2 separate regions of the Rattus norvegicus genome follow, and region 2 is linked to region 1. Evidence: chromatin contacts called from public Hi-C data. All regions are on one chromosome and are shown on one strand. The core of a region is the stretch at or near the end of the contact, and the rest is flanking DNA. Distances in the headings are between cores, read along the strand shown.

Region 1 (5,909 bases), core at 777-3,276:
TATAACTTATTATCTAGAAAGAACTAGATATGTCCTCATCATAGGAAACTAGATATGTCCTTATCATTTTTGGCATATGAAATGAACAATTACAATCTAAGAAATTTTAACAATTAAAAAAATGTTTTGGCTCAGCACCCCCTTCAGATCATTATATTTTTGATCTTTGATTGATGTTGGCCTTTAATGGCACAACCATCTCTCCAGCCCAATTACATGAAAATAGAATTTTCAAAACCCAATTTAATGGAGATGAAATACTGCGTATTGTACAAATGAGGTAGATACAATTTTTTATAAAGGCTCCAAATGGAAAAATGACAAAGCTTTTGTTTTTAGCTAACCTGCTATTGTATGCACATTTGCTGGGTAAAAGGACATTTTCATACAAACATCACCAAACTCCTTTGTGATTTTCTTAAATCGTGATTAGTGAGGAACTGTAACACTTTTAATTATTTTTATTGGTAAAATGGGGGGAGGGGAGAGGGAGAGGAAGGGGGAAAATCAGAGGGGGATGACTTCCTTGGTTAGAAATTTAGCTAGAACTGGTTTGGCTGGCAGAACTCAGGTCAGGCAGAGAACTGAAGGAAGAGGGAGGGTTGGCTAATTAAGAAAAAACAATCTTGGGTTGGGGATTTAGCTCAGCAGAAGAGCGCTTGCCTAGCGGGCGCAAGGCCCTGGGTTCGGTCCCCAGCTCCGAAAAAAAGAAAAAAGAAAAAAAAAAGAAAAAAAAAAGAAAAAAAAAAGAAAAACCAACCTTCCCTATAAGTTGGTCACTCTGCTAAGCTCTGTGTTTAATCAACTTTAATTGCTAACCACCCAGTGGGGACTGTGCTCACATTCCCATTTTACACAGAATAACATCAAACACTCCGGGGTCACTTAACAAATAAGTGGCGGCACCAGACCAGAAATAGCCCGCGAGCACGCCGTCTTAGCCGCGTCCATCCCTGCGGTCGGATTCCACGCACCGTTCGTCTTCCTCTGCCGGACAGTTCCCGGGACCAAGGGATGGCGCTGTCCAGCCCGCCAGCTTCCCCGAGAGAACGCGGCCCCATCCTGCCCCAAGGCTGTAGAGCGCGCCAGTCCAGCACCAGGCGCGCGGGCGGGTGGAGAAGCTTCAGAGCAGCCAACCGAGCTGCTCAAGGGTTGCTTAGGCTCCCGGCGCAGCGCTCTGCCAGGACAGGTGTGAGGCGCCAAACAGAATCAGCCCTACCCGGATTCCGGATTACCGCAGCCGCTCCCAGTCTTTGACTCTTTCCCAAACAGCCGGAGGCAAACGGGTTAAGTAGCCTCACCTGTCCTGGAGGCGGAGCCTGATGTGGTGACTGACGTTGCCACCTTCCAACCAGGAAATGGCAGGAAGATGGGGCTTCGCTGAGACTGATTGCTTCTTTCCGCCAATCCCCGTGCAGCTACTTCCGGCCATAGCCGCGGCGCCCGAGGGAGAGCGACAGGTGGGAGCTACTTTGCTACCTCGACGCCTCTTGCATCTTGGACGCACAAGACTCTCCAAGAGCAGGGTTAGGTCTACTTCATATTTTGTTACTTCTTGCGGGTTCTCACTTCAGCCCTCCTTTTAATGAGAAATGGAAATTCCCCAGTCCTTTTCCCGTCACCTCAGATGGGGGCGGGATGAACAGTATTCTCACAGACCAATTGTACCACGCGACGTCCCGTGACAAAATGACCGACAATATCTGGCGCCAATGGAGTTCCCCATTGTTAGGGTTCATTTTGACTGACCACAAGGCCAACTAATAGACTGTAAGGTCGTGATACGATAGTCACAGAGGCTGGCCAATAGATATAGAAAGAGACCGGAAGTCAGATCGGGAGAAGTAGGAGGCGGGTGTTCACAACCGCCTAGGCCTACGCGGGTCAACGCAGCTTGGGGGATGCGAGCCAGCTAGCAGCGCGTGACGGAGAGCGTGAGCGACAGATCTCCGTGGCCAATGATTTGCAGGCGCCTGGAAATCGCAACCAGTGATGAGTCTAAGGGGCGGGAGGCAGCAGGTTAGGCAGTGAGAAGTTAGTGGCGCTGCTGGGACGGGGAGAAGAGACGCTTCTTCCTCCTGCTGTTCCTTGCCTTCCCGGGATCAGCCGCGGCGGTGGCCGCGAGTGATTCGGCAGCGTCTCCGGCTCCGCGTGAGAACCATGCTGACGGACAGTGGGGGCGGCGGCACCTCCTTTGAGGAGGATTTGGACTCCGTAGCTCCGCGATCCGCCCCAGCTGGGGCCTCGGAGCCGCCTCCGCCGGGAGGGGTCGGGCTGGGAATCCGCACCGTGAGGCTTTTTGGGGAGGCTGGGCCCGCGCCGGGAGTCGGTGGCGGCGGCAGCGCGGGCGGAGGGGACGCAGCGCTGGATTTCAAGTTGGCGGCTGCCGTGCTGAGGACGGGCGGCGGAGGTGGTGCCTCTGGAAGCGACGAGGACGAGGTGTCCGAGGTATAGCTCCAGGACCCTTGTCTCTAACGTTGCGTGAGACGTGAATTCTTTGGACCAGCACACGGCTGGTTCACCCTCCCGCTTCCTGGGTGCAATGTTCTCTGACAGCAGTTGCTTGCAAGGCGACGGTGGCAGCAGTGCGGGCCTAGTGAGCTCTCGGCTTGCTCTTCGGCGCGCGTCAGGAGCGGGACGGATTCCCGTCACCGTCTGTAGACCCACAATAGGGAGTTCTTTGGTCTGCGAGCTTCGCGCGGGAACCCAGACTCCGCAGGCTACCTCCCGCCCACCCCGTGTTGGAGATGGGGGAGGGCGGGGTCTTGTTAGCCAAAGTCCCTGCCCTTGGTACTGAGGGAGCCTGAGAAACTGGCGGACATGGCTAGCTCAAAAAGGCTGTCTGCTGTTCGCCTCTGCTTTAAGTGTGGCTTTGCCTGTGCATTTAAGTAGAGCAGTTCTTATTTTCTTTTAGTTTGAAGCAGATGAGTATTAAGTTCTCAGCTTTTACTCCGAAAAATCACGTGACCGATTCTTGGACGTTTTATGAAGTTAGACAGGAAAAGGAAGTTCCAAGGCATCTTTGAGCTTCGGAATAACTGGATAGTTGAACGCTGAGGTTTTTAGCCTTTGAGATGAGGCATCCTGCAGACTCCTTTTCTTGTGAAGAAAATGCGCTGAGCTCCTGCATTTCTTTTAGCACGTGTGTATAATACTGGGTGCACATTTCAGGTGTGAGCAATTTAGGACGGTAGGTACTGTTCTTTAGTCTCTTGAAGAAAAGTTGACACAAACACACATAGTTGTAGATATTTGCACACATACTTGCAAACATATGCATTTACAAGTTAAATATTATTTTCTTTAACAATGGTCAGGACAGAGAATTGTACTGTGATGTTTTAAGTGCTTGGAATTCTGTTCCTTTTTAATTTGGCTATGATTTGTTGACTTTTAATTGTTGAGATTTAGTCTGAGTTGCTGTGTAGATCAGGGTGGCTGAACTTTTTGTGATCCTCCTACCTGTATTTCCTTAGTGCTGGATTACAGACGTGCACCACCACGGCCTAGCTAACTATTTCTTCTACATTGGTCCTAGCATTTCTGGTTCATCCCTTGTGACTTTAACCTCTGGTCCTGGTGTTAAAGTACAGGAATTTCTGTGTACCAATGATCTTGGCTTGTGTATTTGAGAGGAATAAGGAGAAATTATTGCAGAGTACAGTTACAGCACTGTTTTTTCTAGTTCTGAAGAGGAGGTTTTTTTGGATTCAATATTTTACTTTGGGAAAAAAAAAAAACTGTGCATGTTACCTATCCACATTTTTGAATTTCCCTGTAAAAAAAAAATAAATTCTAGGCCAAGATGAGAGAAGAATTTTATTTGGATAGTCAGTTGTTGGGAGAATCTGTAGTTCTCTAAATTTTGGGTTTGTGGGAAGCTTTTATCCTTTCGGTGAAATGAGAGCTGAACTCAGAACACATGGATGTTTGGCTAGGAAAGAAAGTGCTGGCTAACTTTAGATTCTAAAGATTTGTTTTCTTTTTAACTTGTAAGGGAGAATCTGAAAAGCTGGCTTTATTCTAAATGTTATGGGAAGGTAGTCTTCTTAATTTTGGGGGGCCACTTTGACATAATTGGCATGAATGAGATTAGAGGTATATGAGTAGTGTTTAAATTTCTTCACAGATAAAAGTGTTAGTGAACTTCCAAAGTCAAATTTCCCTCTTAGTGTTTATCTCTGTCACATACACTGTATTAAAGCTATTGGTACAATCTATACATTTTCATACTATTTTTGAGACAAGGTCTTAATGTATAGCCCTGGCTGGGCTGGAACTGGTTTTGTAGACAAGATTGGCCTTGAAATCAAGAGATCAGCTTGTTTCTGCCTTCCAATTACTGAGATTGAATGCATGTGCCATCATACCCAGTTATAATTTAAACAAAATTTTTGGTTTTATATGTAATGGCGTTTTGCCTATATGTGCCTGGTGCCTATGTAATCCAGAGAGGGTGTCATGTCCCCTGAAACTGGGGTTACAGCTGGTTGTGAGCCACCATGTGGGTGCTGGGAATTGAGCTGGGGTCCTTTGGAAGAGCAGCCAGTGAGTGAGTGCTGTAACCCTAAGCCATCTCCAACCTCAAAACACCTTATTCTTCTGTTACTTATACATTCTGTGCCAAGAATGAATTTAGGTATTGAGAGTATATTTTGATCCCCCCCCCCCCTTTTGGGACAGGATTATATATTGTAGTCCAGGCTGGATTTGTAAGTGCTAGGCAGTATTTTGTCTGAGCCACTACTATGTTTGTCTGGCTGTCTGCCCCCCCCCCCCACTGGGGATTGAACCCAGGACCTTGCGCTTCCTAGGCAAGCGCTCTACCACTGAGCCAAATCCCCAACCCCCTTTCTTTTTCTTCTAGAAAACTCCCCAAAACAATGAAACAAACCAAAAGAACAACAACAACTTTAGTTTTGGGATGCAGATCTCTGAGCCATAGGGGTTTTGGGGAGGGTGAGAGCATTTGGTGTGCATATAGATTCTTTTTTTTTTTTTTTTTTTTTTTTTTTTGGTTCTTTTTTTTCTGGAGTCCCCGGAGCTGGGGACCCAGGGCCTTGCGCTTCCTAGGCAAGCGCTCTACCACTGAGCTAAATCCCCAACCCGTGCATGTAGATTCTTAATCTGTGGAGAAGAAAAAGCTTTTTCTGTGGTTTTTCCTTTCGGAAAAGAAATTCCTGAAGTATCTCACAGCAGCAGTAAGTGCAGTAGGATATACAGTCTGTCTTTGTGAATGAAATGAATTATTTTGCTTAAGTTATATACCTTTTCTCTTTTCTTTATGAACTGTCTTTTCCTATTACTTTGGAAGGGATAACAAATAACATTCTTAGAAAGATACTTACTTGTGAAGTATGTGAATAATAATAAAGTCCTCATTTCATATTCCTAAATTATTTTAGAGCCAGATAATGAATTAGTTGTTATACAGTTTGGGAATGGAGATCATCTTCTTTCCCATGTGAGGCAGGAAAAGGTAAGAAATGAGAAATAAAAGACCCAGTAATTAATGTCTCTTGCAGGTTAAGTTAAAAGATCCTATGGTTTGAAAAGGGAATTTAGAACTATTACTATTAGTAAATTTTTTTTCAGTTTTATTTATTATTATTGTGTGCAAGCACAAATGCATGTGTGTGTGGTAGCATTCTTTTAGGTATCATAGGACAACTTGTGGAACTAGTTCTTTCTACTGTGAGTTCTGGGGTTTGAACTGAGGTGGTTGAGATTGAAGTGTTTGTAACTGTTGAATCATCTCACCAGCCTCCATACATTTAAAAAAAAAAAACAAAACAACAACAAAAAACTAAGTTTCTTTTCCCCTTAGGAAATTCATTATTTGGTTATTTATTTGTTTAGTGGTTTTGGGAATTAACCAAGACCTTGTGTGCTAGCAAATACTCTGCTCA
Region 2 (6,009 bases), core at 1,922-4,421, 200 kb after region 1:
TTTCTTAGGTACCCTTAGTTGAGGGCTGGTAGGTGGTGTGGTATGGTTAAAGAGCTAGTACAGTCCAGGTGTAGGTCTTTAACCCTGACTCCTGTTTATGGTCCTTGGGCAAACCAACAAACTATTGGAAGCACCCATCTCTTCCTTATAAGTGGGTAACGTCTCAGTGGTGGTTGTGGGAACGACACATAAAGAGCCTGTACTAGCGTTTAGGTACGTAGTCAGCCTTGCTTAGCCTATTATAGTTTTTGGTTTTCATCTTTTGTCTCTGTGTCTGCAGGTGCTTACAGTTCTGTGCAACGTTGTAGAGAAGGGTCCCGCTTACTGCCAGCGGTTATGGCCAGGACCCTTGCTCTCCTGCTTGCTTAACACACTGGCTCTCTCTGACACCGACGTGGTAGGCCAGAGTTTGGAGCTGCTGCAACTGCTGTTCTTGTATCAGCCAGAGGTGGGTCTGGTTTGCAATCTGTTGCTCAGAAGCCACTGGTCCTCCCATGGTGCCCTCCTCTTCCAGCCCTACCCATATTCATTTCTCTGGGCAAGGCTAGCCTGTGTGGGCTGAAGGTTAGAACCTTCATCTTGTTAGGAATGTATTGTCTAAGAAGTGGGCTGGCCCAGGGAGCTCCAGGAATTGGGTTTCAGGGTTTATGTGTTTGTCCTTCTCTATCCTCAGGCTGCCCATGCCTTTCTGCAGCAGTCAGGGCTTCAGGCCCTAGAAAAGCATCAGGAGGAAACTCAGCTTCACGATAGGATACATGCTCTCCGACAGACAACTGCTATTCTTGGATGATCTGGCTGCTTAATGTCACCCCCTGTCCCCTACAGCATATTTATTCTAGGGGCTCCTATTTCATTTTAGAAGCTAGCAGCTTTTTGTATACCTGAGAGTGGCGTTGCACTTGAGATCATACTGTTTCATCCTCTTCAGCAAGTTGGGTAATGACATGCGACATCCCAGCGGGTAGCTGGGGTTTATTGATGAGAAATAAAATAGTATTTTTATATAAAGCTACTTTGCCTCAGTGTTTGCGCAGTAAGAGGGAAAAGGTAATGAGGAGAACATTCTGAAGCAACACTGTACAGCGTAAGCTTTATAAGAACCAAAAGAACACATTTCCCCACATTGTCTCCAGTCCAGTAGGTTCTGGTGGGCTTGTTCAGTCCTCAGTGGAGACACTTCATGCTTTGCCACTTAGCACATTCTCCATGGCTTTGGTCACCTCAGCAGCACTCAGATTGTTCAGAGACACATTCTTCTCTTGGCCAAAAGCTGAGGAAAGATGATTTAAATGAGTATCTTGCATAACGGGGCCACAAAATTATAAAGGGTATTTTTTTTTAAAGTTGTTAAGAAAGGAAAGAGAGATGGTTCGCTGAACATGGTGGCTCATGGCTCCACAGTCAGTCCCAGGCTGGCTATGGCTACACTGCAATCCTGCCTTTAAAAAAAGTGGTCTTGCTGTACTTAGCATTAATCCAGTGAATCTATTAAAAATTCCCAGGTCCTAGTAGAGTTTTGTACAGGAAGAAATGTGTCTGAGTGATGCTTTAGGGTCACCGTAGGCCTTAACTACTGACCAGGGGTCTAGCCTTGGCTGACTGTCCACTTTCTGGCCGGCCATAGTGCACTCAGCATAATATGTGTGGTATTATGTACATATACCACTACACGCTAGTTACTTCTGTCTGTCCTTCTGTGTGCTTTTGGGAGGAAACCTGTTTTATTAGTTTATAGGAGTCTTGATTACAACAAATTTGTAGTAGGATGTGACTCTCCCCACCTGCAGAAAGTGCTTTGTCAGGGTTGAAATGATTAAAATGTCACCATTTAGTTTAAGGATTATTTAAGAGGCAATATTATAATTGGTCAGGGAATGCTTTATTTTGGTACTGATGATCAAACCCGTACCTCTCACATGAAAGGCGATCACCATTTTCTTGTGTATCTTTAAAATTTTGAGATAACATTTCACTAAATTTTCTACTCAGGCATTGAACTCACTCTAGCCTCAGACAGACCTTGAGTTTGTGATCCTCCTGCTTCTGCCTGAGAATATCTAGAGCTGAGATTTACAGCCTGGCTCAGGAATGCCTTTTTGAGACAGTGATATGCAGTCAGGGGCAAGTAACAACCTGAATGGTGGAAGCCAACCATTGTACGCTCTAAGGAAGGGGCCCAAATGCAAAAGCTCAATCCTATTTAAGCTTCGTAGTTTTAGGTGTTTCCATAATGTTTAGTGCCAGTGTTCTAATATTTACAAAGGAAAAGCACCCATCCACAACATTAATGAAGACTAATGAGAATGAGTTAAAGTACCCAGCGCAAGCTGTAAGCATAAAGTGCTTAACGTCACTAAAATGCTTCGTCCCTTAATTTGTCCTGGCTAAGATGTGATTCAGAAGGACCTATGCTGACATAAGCGTGTCTTTTACATGAAGTACACTCTGAACTGCAAAAAATTCCTCAGTCCAGCCCAAGAGCCAGTCAGACCTCATATATATGTTGCCATGAATAAAAGGCATCACACAACTAAGTAAATGTGAATTTCTTTATCAGTTGGAGTTTTGGTCCTTCAGCCCCGTCTTCCCATGACGTGGGGAGGCTCCTTATGTTTTTCTATCCCGTATTCTGCAACCCGGGCCCCTGACCTCCAACGACCAGTACTCACCATAACGGGCCCAGAGCTTGGGCTGCACCTCTGAACATTCGCGGATTAGAATGGGCAGGTCGGGGTGCGCCTTCTTCAGCTCCACGTACCGTTGCTGGATGAAATCTCTGCGGGGCGGGAGGAGAGACTGTCGCTAGCGGGCAAAGGTACACACTGACCCTGACACCCCCCGCCTCCGGAGGTCAAGGTCAGAGCTCCACCTTCCGAAGCTCACTCGCCTTCCCACGCTACGACTCACCTCACACCCTGGCTGCCTGGGGAACGCTGGCATAAGTGAATGCGAATCTCACGCAGTACCTGCTTTGCACCGACTACTCGGCTTGCGGCCGCCATCTTTGCTAGCAAAGGAGCACCCAATCACGGCCTTTCAGCTCCCTCAATCGGACCAATAGCGACCCTCTAGTCTCCGTCATCGATTGGATGACGCGGGGAGGGGCGGGACAAATCTTAGCAATTAAATGAGGCCTTTATAGGGGCAGAATGGTAGTGACGCGAAGGAAGCCGGAAGGCACGGAAGGCAAAGCTCTGTCGCAGGCTTTCGTGGTGCATTGTGGATAAAAGTTTGTCGCCGCTGTTTTGTTGAGGATATTTCGCGATTGCTGGCGCTGAGAGACCGCGGCCGAAATGCCGGAGCGAGATAGTAAGGCTAGAGTCAACCACTCTTTCTTGCCCGCGGGACTAGAGACACTAGGCTTGTTGAGTTTGCTGAATTTAAGCCAGTTGTGTGACTGTTGGAGGCGCGCGAACCATTGGCCTTTAGGAGAGGCCCTGCTGAACTGCCCTCAAATTTTGTTTCTTTGTTGAGGACCGGCGTTTTGAAGCAGCCCCACCTCCCTATCCCCTCCTTAGTAAACCATGGCTTGTGCCTCTCTTTTAGGGGCTTGTTTTGTTTATTTGACGCGGGAGGGGAGGCTCGCTACGCTCTCAGGCAAACCTCAAAAGTCCCAAGTATTTGGGATTACCGGATGCTGAGCTCTTTGATGTAGTACTTAGGAAGCAATCTTTAGGGAGAAAAATGTTGATTCTTCGTTTAGGAAAACCTGGCTCTATAGCTCCCTACCCCCCTTCCCAAGTGGGCAAGGATCTAGAACGGATCTAGCGGGCGGGTTTTGAACCTATCTTTCTGTTTCCATTGGTCAAGTGATGAGGTGACAGGCACATACCGGCACAAACAGCTCTTTTGCTCGTTTCTTTTTGAGATAGTCTGAGTGCGTAGCCCAAACTGGCCTCAAAATCTTGCTGCCTCAATCTCTCTGGTTCTGGAATTACAGATGTAGGTACCACTCCCAGTTTCTGGTAATAAGAGTTTCTTGTAGTCCTCCCATTTCAGTACTTATACTTTCTGCTTAAGTACTGCTGCCCTTCATCTTGTCCACTATGTTGTTCACTTTTATAACTGCTAGTTTTTGTACAGAACTTCACACATTAAACGATTGATTGATTTAATGTCCTTTTTTTTCCTTTAAGGTGAGCCCTTCTCTAACCCTTTGGCCCCAGATGGCCACGATGTGGATGATCCTCATTCTTTCCACCAGTGAGTAATTTTGTCTTTGGAGTACGGAATGATTTGAGCCATGAGCAAGAGAGACGGTAAAGAGGCTGAAAGAATTCAGATTATTTTGTTGGCAAGAATGGACCAACAGTTCCTGGAAAATGGTTTATTGAGAGAAAAATGCTAACCTGTATAACTTGATAAACTTATTTTTCCCACAGAAAACTTTATCGTAAGTTCAGTTACCAAGATGGTGTAATTATGCTTAGTTTCGTAAGTCATACAAAATGATTGCTTTGGTGTCAGGTTTTTAGTAAAGTTGTAATTAAGGACTTAAAAAAAAAAACAAAAACATAAAACATTCAGAACATTTAGTTCTTTATCTCTGTGAACCTTAAGTGAACTAGGAATCCCACATAAGAGAATTTGAAGAGAAGTTATGGGCAGGAAGAGTCTAGTGTTTGTGTTGCTTTATTGCATATGTAAGCATATATAAGAATTTTCCCTGGTGAAAGTTAAGCATTGGAAAATGTAAAATTGTCTTTTGTAACTTCACCAACTCAATCCCTTTTATACTTACTATTACTTTGAGTGTGCGGGTAGATGCACGCGTGGAGATGAGAGGATAACCTTGGGGTGAGGTATTCATTTTCCACTTTGTTATGAGATAGGATTTCTTTTGTCCACTGCTGGCAGCCAGGTTGGTAGGCCTGCAAGCTTCTGATGATTCTTCTGTTTCTGCCTCCCATCTCCTGAGAAGGGTTGTGCTAGGATTACAGACACTTGTACTGCTGTGCCCAGCTCTTACCTGGGTTCTGGAGACCTGAACTTGGATTGTTAAGCTTGAAGAGCACACACTTTGCCCACTTAGCACTCTTGCCAGCCCTCCCTTTTGGAGATAGGGTCACTCTTTATCCCAGACTGACATGGCATTCCTCCTCCCCCAAGTCTCCCAAGTGCTGAGATTGCAGGCTCATACAGAACTACTATACCTTGTTTCTTTTAAAGTTTTTATTTATTTCAGAAAGGATTTAATCTGATCCTCCTGTCTCAGCCTCTCGAGTGCAGGGATTATATACTTGTACTCCTACATTCTAATCTAAAATTCTTTCTCTCTCTCTCTGTCTTTCTCTCTGTCTACCGCCTATTCCCATCCCCCCTCTCTGATAATGCTGAGGATTGAACCTAGGGCCTTGTACCCTTACCCTTTAAGATATAGCCCAGGCTTGCTTCAAATTAGCTATCCTCCTATTTTCATCTTTTGTCACTATGTGTGCCACTATGATCTGCAAGTCCCCAGTTTTGACTTAATCTCCCCTTTTGTTGTGTGCCTAGTTTTAGTACAGAATTAAGCCCCCATCACAGCATTCTTGAATCTATATGAGAGTATCCATACTCCCAAATTTTACTCACATTTGATTCAGTGAAACTTCTGAGCCAGGAGGTGGTGGCACATACTTTTAATCCTAGTTTCTGGGAAGCAGAGACAGGTGAATCTCTGAGATTGAGGACAGCCTAGTCTATAGAGGTAAGTTCTAGGATGGCCAGGGCTACACAGAGAAACCCTGTCTTAAAAAACACAAAACAAAACAAAAGCAAGAACTTCTAGTGTTAGGCTGGAGAGATGGCTCAGCAGTTAAGAACACTGACTGCTCTTCCAGAGGTCCTGAGTTCAATTCCCAGCTCCTACATGGTGGCTCACAAGCATTTGTAATGGGATCCGATAAACTCTTCTGATATGTCTGAAGACAACAGCTACAGTGTACTCACTGTAAAATAAATAATTAAATCTTCAAAAAAAAAAGGACTTCTAATATTAACAGTACTGTGTTGGAATTGGCATCTCCC

Evidence for each region. A called contact is a pair of places that touch in the nucleus more often than the background predicts.
Region 2: a Hi-C map of frontal cortex shows a contact between it and region 1, with 2.5 times the contacts expected there. The contact joins the promoter of Ik here to the promoter of Ankhd1 in region 1. A contact is called at or near these places in 1 of 12 Hi-C or Micro-C datasets (frontal cortex) and 1 of 1 datasets of contacts at active chromatin or transcription factors (oligodendrocytes).

The regions. Positions count from the first base shown.
Region 1 is chr18:28,434,368-28,440,276 of GRCr8, forward strand. It overlaps Ankhd1 (ankyrin repeat and KH domain containing 1), which reads left to right and starts at 2,027. Exons shown (of 34, transcript NM_001415723.1): 1 at 2,027-2,448. The coding sequence starts at 2,161.
Region 2 is chr18:28,628,854-28,634,862 of GRCr8, forward strand. It overlaps Ik (IK cytokine), which reads left to right and starts at 3,172. Exons shown (of 20, transcript NM_001005537.1): 1 at 3,172-3,309; 2 at 4,137-4,203. The coding sequence starts at 3,294. It overlaps Ndufa2 (NADH:ubiquinone oxidoreductase subunit A2), which reads right to left and starts at 3,031. Exons shown (of 3, transcript NM_001106153.1): 1 at 2,908-3,031; 2 at 2,670-2,776; 3 at 942-1,270. The coding sequence starts at 3,002. The coding sequence ends at 1,179. It overlaps Tmco6 (transmembrane and coiled-coil domains 6), which reads left to right. Exons shown (of 12, transcript NM_001106154.1): 11 at 281-448; 12 at 674-1,011. The coding sequence ends at 790.